Linked DNA regions of Mus musculus: region 1 is linked to region 2. The links are chromatin contacts, called in public Hi-C maps. All regions are on one chromosome and are shown on one strand. Each heading gives the region's core, a stretch centred on a gene start, on an enhancer-like site or on the middle of the called end of the contact. The rest is flanking DNA. Distances are from core to core; before and after follow the strand shown.

Region 1 (2,700 bases), core at 167-2,666, 140 kb before region 2:
CTTGAAAAAAACAAAAACAAAAAAAAGACATTGTATTCTTAAGTAAGGAGACTTTCTCAAATGAATACAACACAAAAACAGCTTTGGCAGTTTCCTACAAAGATCCATGCTCCTGTCCATGGAAACCCAGTGACTAGGTGGTTCACAAGAAATAAAATCAAGAGGCCAGAGACCTACATATAAATATTTGCACATGTTTTGTCCACAACAGCCAAACTGAACAGCCACGTGACTGAAAAACAGACTTCTGGTGCACCTTATCAGTAAGCCCCAGAGTCCCAAGTCCCAGTAGACTGTGAAACTATGACTCCATTTACCAACGTGGCACAGAAAGAAGCTGCAGAGGGTGTGGAGAGTCACTGGGAATGTGCTGCTGGAGTGGTTTGAATTGACAGAAATGTTCTATGCCTACCTTTTCCCAGTAGCTATAAACTTGCCAGAATGTTTCAAACTGCACATACCCTAAGGGCTGGAGAGATGGTGCAGTCAGGTAGTCTCTGCTTTGAGAGAGGCTGTGTTTAATCCCTAACAGGGCAGCTTACACCTGTGTTCCAGCTTTAGAGAAGCAGGTAGACGCCAAGGGCTTGCTCTTAAGCCAGTCCATTCAAATACGTGAGCTTCCGGTTCAGAGAGAACTCTGTCTCAAAAGATAAAATGGGAGCCAGGTGGTAGTGACGGCTTATACCAGGCCTTTAATCCCAGCATTCTGGACAAAGGGGCAGGTGGATCTCGGAGTTTGAGGACAGTCAGGGCTACATAGAGAAACCCTGTCTTCAAAAAACAAAACAAAACATAAAATGGAGAGGGATCAGGAAAGACACCTGACACTGTACCTCTGCCTTCCGTGTTAAAATGAACTGGTATCAATAATAGGATTGTGTTCCATTATTTCTGTTAATTTTCTGTTTTGTTTTGTTTTGAGATGGGGTCTCATGTAGTCCAGGCTGGCCAGGAACTACTTATGTAGCTGAGCATGACCCTGAAGTCCTGGTCCCCAGTGCTAAGGCTGTAGATGTGCATCACCATAGCAACTATATGTGATGCTGGGACTTGAGCCAGGGCCGTGTATGAGACTGACAATCTGCCACACAAGCATTTCCACACCACTCCACCATTCTGTTTCTCTAAGTAAGTTTTTAGATCCAGAAACTTGAGACGAGCCTGTGATCCTGCCTCTGCCCATTTCCTTTGCCTTCACTTTTGATTTTAGTAAGCACGGGTGTCAGCAGATTGATTACCTCAGCGTGCTCAGACTTTACCAGCAGAGGGTGATGGGTGGGAGATGAAGGCTTTCCAGAGATAGATGTGTGATTGGTTTCTAGTGCAGTTCCTAGCTATGGGACAAGGCTTGTCAAGTCTGCCACAGGAGGGCATTAGCGGGTGAATGAAATTCTGGCCTCTTTCCAGCTGCTGCTTCATGTCTGCCATGACCTGACCTTGGCAATGCTGAGCCAGCAGGCTGCTGCCTGGGAGGAGGCAGTGCCTGCTCTGCTGCAGGCTGTGGTTCGGAGCTATACCTCAGGGAACTTCACCCTCATGCAGGAAATCTACTCAGCCTTTCTCCCAGGTGGTAAGTAACACACACACACAGATACACACACACACACACACACCTCTCCCGGACGTCCTCCCATTATAGCACAATATAACCACCTCAAATTAGACTGGGCCGGACAATGTCTTTAAAAGGCAATGATGCTGTGTCAGGAGGATCACCACAGATTCTGAGCTGTGTAGGAAGTTCCATGTTTCCTGAGGTGAGACAAAAACAAAGCCAAAGTGTTTGCACTGGGTTCTTTGCCTGGCTCTGCTCACTCTCTTAAAGCTCAGTTGTCGAGGTAAAGAAACAGAGCTGAAAAAAACAAAACAAAAAAGCCGGGTGTGGTGGCGCACACCTTTAATCCCAGCACTCCGGAGGCAGAGGCAGGCAGATTTCTTGAGTTCAAGGCCAGCCTGGTCTATAAAGTGAGTCCTAGGACAGCCAGGGCTACACAGAGAAACCCTGACTCAGTAGGAGGGGGGAACCCGAAAAGAAAAAAAAAAAAAAAAAAAACAGAGCTGGCATATGGTACATGCATCCTAACATCCCAGCATGATGGGGGTCAGAGGGTGGGGTGTGGGGGAAGGGAGTTAGACAGATCAGCACTTCAGGGTAATCTTTGGCTACATGGTAAGTTTAAGCCCAGCCCGAGCTACATGAGATCCTGTTCAACCCATTACCACCACAGGAGGCGGGGAGGGTACATGGGGCTAGGCATTCCTTAACTTTGTGTTTAGACCCTGTAATTAATCTCAATTTTTAGAGCACAGTATGGTTCACACCCTGTCCCCATCAGTGCAGCCCGGAGCTCTTAGTAAAACAATACATTTCTGTTGTGCTAGGAGTGATGCCATCTAAGGCAATGATGGCATTGTCCAAAGGCGGAAAGGAAGTGATTAGTTCCTTTGACTTTGGGCAAAAGGACATAATCCCAAGAGTCACATCACTTTCCCTTTTTCTTGGGTGACATTTATGAGGGTGAGAAGACAGGCTTCTCACAGATAAAGAAATGCATACCATATCCTAAGGTCCTTTTCTTCTAGGCTGTGACCACCTACGAGACAAACTGGGTGACCTCTCTCCTGCCATGGCAGCTTACAAAAGCTTAGAGGCCTTTTGTATTTATGGGCAACTGTATGAAGTCTGGTGGTCGCTCTGCG
Region 2 (2,700 bases), core at 159-2,658:
GAGCCTCTGATCTCCCCCTCCCCCCACCCCCGCCTTTTTTTTTTTTTTTTTTTTTTTTTTTTTTTGGTAATTTCTTTGTTTTTGAGACAAGGTTTCTCTGTGCAGCAATGGCTGTCCTGGAACTCACTCTGTAGACCAGGCTGGGCTTAGAAGGCACAGAGATCTGCCTGTCTCTGCCGCCTGAGTGCTGGAACTGACGGTGTGCAATAATAACACCTGCTCTTTTATTTATTGTAAGTAATTTATTTCTATGTGCATAGGTATTTTAGCTGAATGCATGTCTATGTGAGGGTGTAGGATCCCTTGGCACTAGAGTCACAGACAGACGGGTGTGAACTCTCTTCTGGGTGCTGGGAATTAAACTTGGTGCCTACTGAATCTGGAACTTGCTCTGTAGACCAGGCCTGGTCTCAAACTCAGAGATCCTGCTTCTGCCTCCTGAGTGCTGGGATTAAAGGTATTTGCACCACTTCCCAGCTGCAGCCAGTGCTCTTAACCCCTGAGCCATCTAGCGTTTCTATTTTCTCCCTCTCTCTTTTGAGACAGGGCCTCACATAGCCCGGCCTGGCCTATCACTCACTAAGTTGTAGCTGAGGTTGGTCTGAGCTCCTGATATTCCTGCTTCCCACCCTGCCTCTCTCTCCAAGTACTGGGAATGTAGGAGCATGCGCACATGAGGTTCTGCCTACTGATTTTCAGGTCTTTAATGCAACGTAATCTTTAGCACTATTTTTGGCTTGTTTGTTTTGGTAGTTATCATGTGGGGCTCTTTTTCTTTTTTAGTTCCAACTTTAAAATTTAATTTTATGAGTATGGGTGCTTGTATGCATGTGGACCACATGTTTGCCTGGTGTCCAGGAGGACCAGAATAGGGTACTGGATTCCCTGGAACTGGAATTACGGATAGGCTGGCCTCCAACCTGTGCCTCCACCTCTCTTGAGCTGGAATTACAGACCTGAGCCTCCATCCTTGATCTCTTTTGTAGTCCTCTGAAACCTTCCGGAAACTGAAAGGGCTTGCTGGGCTGGCCTCTATTTTGTGCTCTCAGTTGGGGGGAAGCTGCCTGTCTGCCTGCTTTCTATCTAAAGGTCTTCAAAAGTTGATACTTTGTAAACTTCTTTCACTCTTATCTGCAGTTGTAGACAGAAGGAAGTTCTTCACTAACTCTAGATAAGGGACCCAGAGAAGACTGCCGAAAGCCCCCTCAGCAGACCCACTAAGAAACTGGTGGTCTGACTGGGTGTGATGGTGCAGGCCTGTTATCCCAGCATGAGATGAGAGGTGAAGGCTGGAAGACCACGATTTTCTGGTCCTTTTCAGCTTCTTAAGCTGTTCAAACCCTGTGTCGGCTGAGCACGTTAACACGTGCCTTTAGTATCTGTACTAAAGAGACAGGAAAAGTGCATCTCTGCGAGTTGGAAGCCAGCCCAGCCTACTCAACAAATTCCAGGCCAGCCTAGGTTTACACAGTGAGGCCCTATCTCAAAACAAACAGACCGCTGGGTGGAGGTGCACGCCTTTAATCCCAGCACTCGGGAGGCAGAGATAGGTGGATCTCTGCTAGTTCAACGCCAGGTTGGTCCAGGACAAAGAAACCTCGTCTCAATCAACAACAACAACAACAACAAACCAACTGAACAAACAAAAAGCACAGGCTCCAGCCTCTGGCCCATCTGAGTTGACAAAGTCTGTCTGACACTGACTGTAACCGCCAAAAGCTGCAGATCCCTCCCGTGGTGGAAGGGAAATGCGAGAAGCTATTCCAGATACAGCTGCTGGGTAGAAACGAAGGCAGTGTGTATAAAGTGCTTGGCAAAGGAACTGAATTGCATGTAGGAGTTACTGCTATGGGAGGATTAACATGGTAAACAAAGTCCTTACAACGTTCACTCCCTGCACCTCCCACAGCCTGAAGTGAGATCTCATTACCATGTAATTCTGAAAAGGATTCATGTTCCCTTCAGGAATGGCTCAAGAGACCTTGGCCAGTGTAAAAGGCAGCGGTATCAGAACTCTTCAAAGCTAGTCTGGGCTACAGGACATCCAGTCTAAAAAAAAGCAACACAAAATACCAGCTCCAGAGTCGCTAACAGTCTCAGAGCTGGAGGGCAGGTGTGGGGTAGTTGGGGTAGTGCTGTTTAGGAATCCTCTTAGGGTTGTCCTGCCTGCATCTCTCCTGCTGAAGGCCTTGCTATAGTCAGGGTGGAGGGAGACTGGGCAGTAGTGACTCCAAGGGGCTTTTCTGAACATCAAATCTCCTTCTCCTGATGGCCTCCAGTCAAGTCCATGGAGTCAAGGTGTTTAGCCCAGATTCCAGAGAAATCTAGCTTTGGGCTTGCATCTAAAAAATCTTTTTTTTTTCCTTCCAAGACAGGGTGTTCCAGTGTAGCCCAGGCTGGCCTCGAACTTCCAGCGCTAAGATTATAGGAGTGAGTCACCATACTCAGTGCGTCTAAATCTTTTTATAAAAACTTCTTTAGCACTGGGGAGGCAGAGGCAGGTGGATTTCTGAGTTAGAGGCCAGCCTGGTCTACAAAGTGAGTTCCAGGACAGCCAGGGCTACATAGAGAAACCCTGTCTCGAAAAACAAACAAACAAACAAACAAACAAACAAACAAACAAAAACAAAAAAAAGAAAAAAAAACTTCTTTAGATTTTAAATTTTATTTAATGTGTATGAGTGTTTGCCTGAATGTATG

Evidence for each region. Hi-C and Micro-C count contacts between places; a contact is called where the count stands out from the background.
Region 1: a contact with region 2 is called in a Hi-C map of liver, with 1.8 times the contacts expected there. The contact joins two enhancer-like sites. A contact is called at or near these places in 1 of 39 promoter capture datasets (neutrophils), 1 of 484 Hi-C or Micro-C datasets (liver) and 3 of 9 other capture datasets (adipose tissue, liver and pancreatic islet).

What each region holds. Positions count from the first base shown.
Region 1 is chr11:58,125,302-58,128,001 of GRCm38.p6, reverse strand. Gemin5 (gem nuclear organelle associated protein 5) reads left to right here. Exons shown (of 28, transcript NM_172558.3): 25 at 1,408-1,570; 26 at 2,584-2,700. Among named protein-coding and RNA genes, the nearest start is that of Gm33350, 3.6 kb to the left of the region's middle. Within about 2 kb of position 1,416, at least 47 of the 459 cell types and tissues checked have an H3K27ac peak or open chromatin away from gene starts, as enhancers often do. A contact at or near this core is called in liver, where this site is marked.
Region 2 is chr11:57,982,954-57,985,653 of GRCm38.p6, reverse strand. It overlaps a transcript of Larp1 not described here. Among named protein-coding and RNA genes, the nearest start is that of Larp1, 25 kb to the left of the region's middle. Within about 2 kb of position 1,408, at least 54 of the 459 cell types and tissues checked have an H3K27ac peak or open chromatin away from gene starts, as enhancers often do. A contact at or near this core is called in liver, where this site is marked.